Linked DNA regions of Mus musculus: region 2 is linked to region 1. A link is a contact called in public HiChIP or PLAC-seq data. All regions are on one chromosome and are shown on one strand. Each heading gives the region's core, a stretch centred on a gene start, on an enhancer-like site or on the middle of the called end of the contact. The rest is flanking DNA. Distances are from core to core; before and after follow the strand shown.

Region 1 (3,138 bases), core at 185-2,684:
TGGCATACACTGTCACTCTATAGTCATCATTGAAAGATACTAGGACAGGACCTCAAACATGGCAGGAACCTGGAGGCAGGAGCTGATGCAGAGACCATGGAGGGGTGATGCTTACTGGCTTGTTTTCCATGGCTTATTCAGCCTGCTTTCAAGTAGAGCCCAGGACCACCAGCCCAGGGGTAGCACCACCCACAATGAACTTGACCCTCCCACATCAATCAGTAGTTAAGATAATGCCTCACAGCATTGCCTACAGTCCAATCTTATGGAGGCGTGTCTTTAATTATGGCTCCTTCCTTTCAAATTTCTTTAGATTGTATCAAGTTGACATAAAACTACCCAGCAGACTGAGCTCTTTGAAAAGGACAATATCCACATATTTTTCTACACAAAACAAACATAATAACATAATAACATCAATAAATAACATAATAATAAACATCAATATTTTGGTTCTTACACTACCTAAAAGTTACCCAAGGAATACGCAAAAGAAACAAAAACATCTTGTTTAGCTTTGGCACTAATGCCATTTAGCATTATGAGATGTTGCAATGTCACCTTTGATTTCAGAGTAAATCTAATTAATTAGTTTAAAGTCCATTAAGGGGAGAAGAGGTCAGAAATCAAGACTCCAGTTGAATCTAGTTAGTTTTCCAGAATGAAATCACTTTATTCAAAAGTTTTATAGTATTATCTCTGGCTATGGAAACATTTTGTTATGTTCCCATCCCTTCTCATTTGTTCTCTTGATCTCCAATAGGCAGAGATCTTTAACTCATATTCCATATGTCCTTTGCATGGACATCTATAGTGTGCTTAAGAGTCAACCAAGGCTATGTAGTCATCATTTGATAGGTGTGTGCTAACGAGGTAAGAAAGGGGCATCTGAATAAGTAGAAAGAAACAGAACACACACATTGAATAATAATTTTAAAGGAAAAGGATTTCTTAGTTTTATGGTCAATATGACAAGGCAACAATCTTATTTGCATGGGATTATATAGTCACCTCCATTAGGTGATTATGATTAATTAAGAAAACCAACAACAGCACATGCCATTACTTTTGCTTCCACAGTCATTACACACATACCTAATTAATATGATACTATAGTAACCAGCTTTCTAGTTGACTCCCATTGTAGTTGCTATGTGCAACAAATCTGGAAAATAAAAGTGATGGTAAATACTTTTGGAGTACAAGTTGTACAGAAATTATTTAATATCCCTGAATCTATTTACCTATATATCAGTCAATCAATCATTTCTGTCTTTCTGTCTACATTGTTATCTTTGATCACAGGAAACACAAAAGCCCACTGCTGGATTATGAGGAAGATCTCCATGAAAGAAATGTAGATTACTAGCAAACAGCTCCTAGAGGCCTAGTTGCTAACCTTCACTTTGTGTGACTCACTGCCAAGGTAGAACCTCTGTTTTTATACTAACCTTCAAATTAGCATAGGCTTAAAAAAAAATGGAGTAATCCAGTTAAGGTCCTTCAAAAAGCTGTAAAAGAAAAAAAAAAGGCATTTGCTGTTTTAATCTGTTAAATTGTAGAATGGGGTGCTATACAAATATAGGTAGATAATTAAGCACAAGTATTCATGGATATTTTCTCTCTACTTTGAGGCTATCTGCAATATTTTAACATCACAATCTAGATAGCCTAGCGCTACCAGAGCACTGCTGTTGGCAGGGGACAAAACCCCATCCCTCCATGTGGTGGTTTGAATATCAATGTCCTTCATTGACTCATATATTTGAATGCTTAGTTAAAAGGGAGTGGCTCTATTTGAAAGAGTTAGAAGGATTAGGAGGTGAGGTCTTGTTGAAGTAGGTGTGGCTTAGTTGGAGAAAGTGTTTCACGGGTGGGAGAGGGAGGCTAGCCAGGGATACCTCCTGCAAATGAAGAATAGAACCAGACTAAAAGAGAAGTACATTACAAGCAAGAAATATGGAAGGAGTTGAAGATCTGAACAGTGCTTTGACATAAGAACTGGAGATGTAGAATTTGGAGTTTACCCATTTGGCTTTTCATCTTAATTTGATCCAGTATTTCCTTGTTCACTTTCCCTCCTTTTGGAAATGTAATGTAGATTATGTGCCATTGTATGCTGGAAATATCTAATCTGCTTTTGAGGGTTGATTTTATAGGAGGAGACAGTTAAGAGATTGATATTTGTCTCAGAGATACTTTGGACTTTAAATGTGTTGAGATTGTAAATAGTTATTGATACTTTTGAAATTCAATTGAATGCATATTTGAATTATGGCATGACTATAAACCTGTGAGCTAGGGAATGGAATGTGGTAGTTTGAATAAGAAAGACTCCCATAGACACTATTTGGAAGTATTAGTAATAGGAGATGTGTCCTTGTTGGATTCAGTGTGCCACTGAGGCTGGAATTTGAGGTTTTTCAAAAACCCAAGCTAAGCCCAGTTTATGTTCTCCTCCATCCCTATGAACTAGGGTATAACTCTCATCAACTGCTCCAGTGCCATGTGTGCTGCCAGGCTTTCTACCATAATGATAATGAACTAGACCTCTAAAACTACAAGGCAGCCCCAATAAAATATGCTTTCAATTATAAAATTGGCTTGGTCATGATGACTCCTCACATCAATAAAACAGTCACCAAGAAACTTGATAGCCAATTTTGAGCAGAAGTCCACAATCGATTATCTGTGTTTCATGGCATCATTTGCTAATGATAAAATTGTTCTGCTACTGGATCTTTAATCCCATGAGTCAACTGTCCACTAGAAGACAGGAACATACAATTCTATGAGTTCAGCAGCAGGTAACTGAACAAGGCACACAGCCTGAGTTAAATGAGATCTGGATTGATAAGGACAGAATTCTTGTGAGTCACTCCATCACAGTAGGGGCGTTTGTGAAGGTATGGAATTCAAATCTTACCGTGAGGCTTGTGTATGTCTTTGGAGCGCACTATTCACCTTTCCAAGATAAGACTAACCCATAATACTTGGTATACTGATTCACATTCTAATCATCTTTCCAGAGTTAGGTAGTTGTGGGAAGGTCAGGTTGAGTATGAACACACTCAGAAATGGAAGGGTGTTTTCTTCTAAAGCCGCACTAACCTCCTTATCCTGCTGTAAAATTTCAAA
Region 2 (3,050 bases), core at 330-2,829, 630 kb before region 1:
TAATTATACTTTGAATTGTAATTGTTAACCTTTCTCTTATACATGTGAACCCACATAGGCATAAGCCTGTGTTAACCCTGCTTTTATCTCATTGATCACTAATTGTTTAGGTGTGCATACACATATAAATAACGACACATTCCAGTTACATAGATTTATAGACTATAACTGCTATAGATCAGGGGTCAGCAAACTCTTTCTGTACAGAAACCGAGAATAAATATTTTAAGCTATGCCAGCTGCATGGTGTGTAATGTAGCTTCTCAACTATACCCTTGTAGCAAGAGGTTAGCCATAGACTATGCATAAATGGATGAGCATGAGTGTGTTCCAATAAAACTTTATTTGTAGACACATTTGAATTTCATAACATCTTTCATTTGTCATGAAATACTATTATTCTTTCAAGTATTTAAACAGGTAAATCCATTTTCAATTTGCAAGTTTTACCAGTACAACCTGAAAGCTGCACTTGGCCAGGAAGCTGTAGCTTCTATATTCCTGTACCACCCAATACTGTGGAAGTCGAGGTCATGCCTTTACTGATTGATGAGCATACAAGTTTTCTGCATCCTACTGTAATCTCATGTTCCGTCACTTAAGGAAGCATAGACTAGTTATATGGGGGACATTATGTGTTAGTTTGAGGGAAGAATCATGGTGCTGTGGTACAGTCACTGTAGGCTGTTTTATTTTTCTTGTACTTTAACATAGCATTAAAGGGAACAACTCAAGTTCCCAATTTTCCCCTCCTCTTGTCATGGATATGTTAGCAGCACATGATGCATGCTAATTATGAAGTTGGCTGTAACGAGAGTTCCTCTTGTGAATCCATTTAAGAACTGATTGTTTACTATCTTTTTCTGTAAGTATAAAATTTTAATTATGCCACTGACAGGAACTGTGCGTGATACAGTGGTCTACATTTATCACTGGGAGAGGGCCAGTTGCAGAGCTGTTTGACTTTGGAGAAATCCTGATGCGTTTGCAATGTTGAGCAGCAGGTGCCACATTATTATGTACAGAAAAGCAATTAGGAAGCATATTGGATGAATGGGGAGTGCATTAATATTAGCGAGTACATTTGTCAGTGGTTTTGATGCGAGTCTTTTTCTTTCCTTTATGCAACATTAAGATTGTGGCTCTCATAAATTCTCCCCTTAAATTGCCATCTGTTCCCTTGTCAGGCAGTAGTGAGGTAGAGAAAAGTTTTCTTGACAAAATGAAAGGAATTTCTTTTATTTAAAAGAGAAGAAAAATGGCCTATAGAAAGTTCTAGAATTGTAGGTTGTGTGGTTCGGCTTTGCCTGTGTTAAGTAATTACCTTTGAATGTAGCATTAACTAGAGAAGCCTTTGATTTTTTACACGTTGCTATTTTTTCCCCACTCATTTCATGTATTTTTAAATTCAATAGGAGAGAGTTATAATTAGATTAATGCAATGACAACCAGCAATTGGCTACTTGGATTAAGAAGTTTCAGAAGGGAGTTGCTGTTTTTCTCTATGGTGCATCTTTCCCATTTCCTGGTCCAGCCCAGATCCTACCCTGCAAGGACTGAAGGTTAATCACTGCCATAGCAGCCTTTTTTTTTTTTTTTTTTTAACTCTTGGCTAGTTATGAAACAAGCAGCACTCAACATAATCACTGCCTCTTCACTTTTAGCTCAATTAGCAATCTCCACATTCCTTCAAAATTCTCTACATAAATACGTTTTATAGCAACCTTATGTTATCTTTGTGACAAACTTCAATGTAATTGATATTAAATTTTCCAAAATTGTCATTAACAGAAAAGGACCAGACTATGCAACTCTGATTAACAGCTTTGTCTGGCTAACTGAAAGGTAATATAATTCCTTTAGCTCCAAATACTTAATTGCAAAGTTTTGCCCCTTAAATATACTCATGCTCTTTTAAAATTTTGATCATCATTAAATTTAGTTTTGTTTTTTGCTTTTATAATGGTCTCTCTCTCTCTCTCTCTGGTTCTTATTTCAGACATTTTCAAAACAGCCTAGAAAGAACAAAAAGTTAACAATAACCCTGGGTGTGGTAGTACATTCCTGTGATTCCAGGACTGGGCGCTTGGGGGGATGGGCTACTGAGACAGGAGGATGATGAGTTCCAGGCTAGCCTCAGCTACAAAGAGAAAACTGGCTGGGATCAGGTGGTAAGGTTCTTGATCTGAAAGCTCCAGTACCTAAGTTGAGATCTTAGCACCCCACATTTGAATCAGTAACGCCAGTGATGGGTGGGGATAGGAGGCAGATAGACATCCTAGGGCTCATCTAGCAGATGGGGTAAGATTTTGTCCAGAGAGATGCTGTCTCAGAATAAGATGTAGAAATGATTGAGTAACATACTCTGATGTGGATCTCTGGCCTCTCACACCCACCCACCAGGAAAGTGTAACCTCTTACACACGTGCACACACACACACACAAAGCCAAATGTAGTTAGTCTTTTATACATGGGCGCACGTGCGCTTGAACACACACACACACACACACACACACACACACACACAGAGGAAATTGTACCCTCATACAGCACACACACACAGACACACACACACACACACACACACACACACACACACACACACATTCATTCTGCAGACACCCACAGAGAATAAAGATAAGACAAGACAAGACAAGAAAAAAGAAAAGTAAGAATCCATGGTCAAAATGAAAAACCAAAATTAAAATCGTGTTAAAACTTATACCTGATATTAAAAGTAACCTTATCTTTAAAATGGGTAGTATTTTTAAAATTAAGTGTTTTTGGATGTTAATAATAAATGTCCCTCTGATTATGGTCACAGAACAGGTGGAATCAACTTGCATATCAAAGGTTCATGGTTGAGGTGCCTATAAAGAATCATGGACTTGGGAGAGAAAAGCATATGTATTTATTTAATACAGGTTTTATGTAGCATAGGAGACTTCAAGAGGAAAGAACGACTCAAAGAAATAGCTATGTCTCTATTTTGCACTGTTTGATGATTGGTGTGCAGTGTGTGTGGTTCTGTTGGCATTAACCTGAGGGA

Evidence for each region. HiChIP or PLAC-seq counts read pairs in DNA pulled down with a chosen protein or histone mark.
Region 2: an H3K27ac HiChIP or PLAC-seq map of embryonic stem cells shows a contact between it and region 1, with 2.4 times the contacts expected there. The contact joins two enhancer-like sites. A contact is called at or near these places in 1 of 115 datasets of contacts at active chromatin or transcription factors (embryonic stem cells) and 1 of 9 other capture datasets (embryonic stem cells).

The regions. Positions count from the first base shown.
Region 1 is chr11:25,472,492-25,475,629 of GRCm38.p6, reverse strand. No RefSeq gene overlaps it. Among named protein-coding and RNA genes, the nearest start is that of 4933427E13Rik, 150 kb to the right of the region's middle. Within about 2 kb of position 1,434, at least 2 of the 459 cell types and tissues checked have an H3K27ac peak or open chromatin away from gene starts, as enhancers often do. A contact at or near this core is called in embryonic stem cells, where this site is marked.
Region 2 is chr11:26,098,195-26,101,244 of GRCm38.p6, reverse strand. The region is part of intron 1 of 5730522E02Rik (RIKEN cDNA 5730522E02 gene); the gene reads left to right. Among named protein-coding and RNA genes, the nearest start is that of Mir6372, 100 kb to the left of the region's middle. Within about 2 kb of position 1,579, at least 8 of the 459 cell types and tissues checked have an H3K27ac peak or open chromatin away from gene starts, as enhancers often do. A contact at or near this core is called in embryonic stem cells, where this site is marked.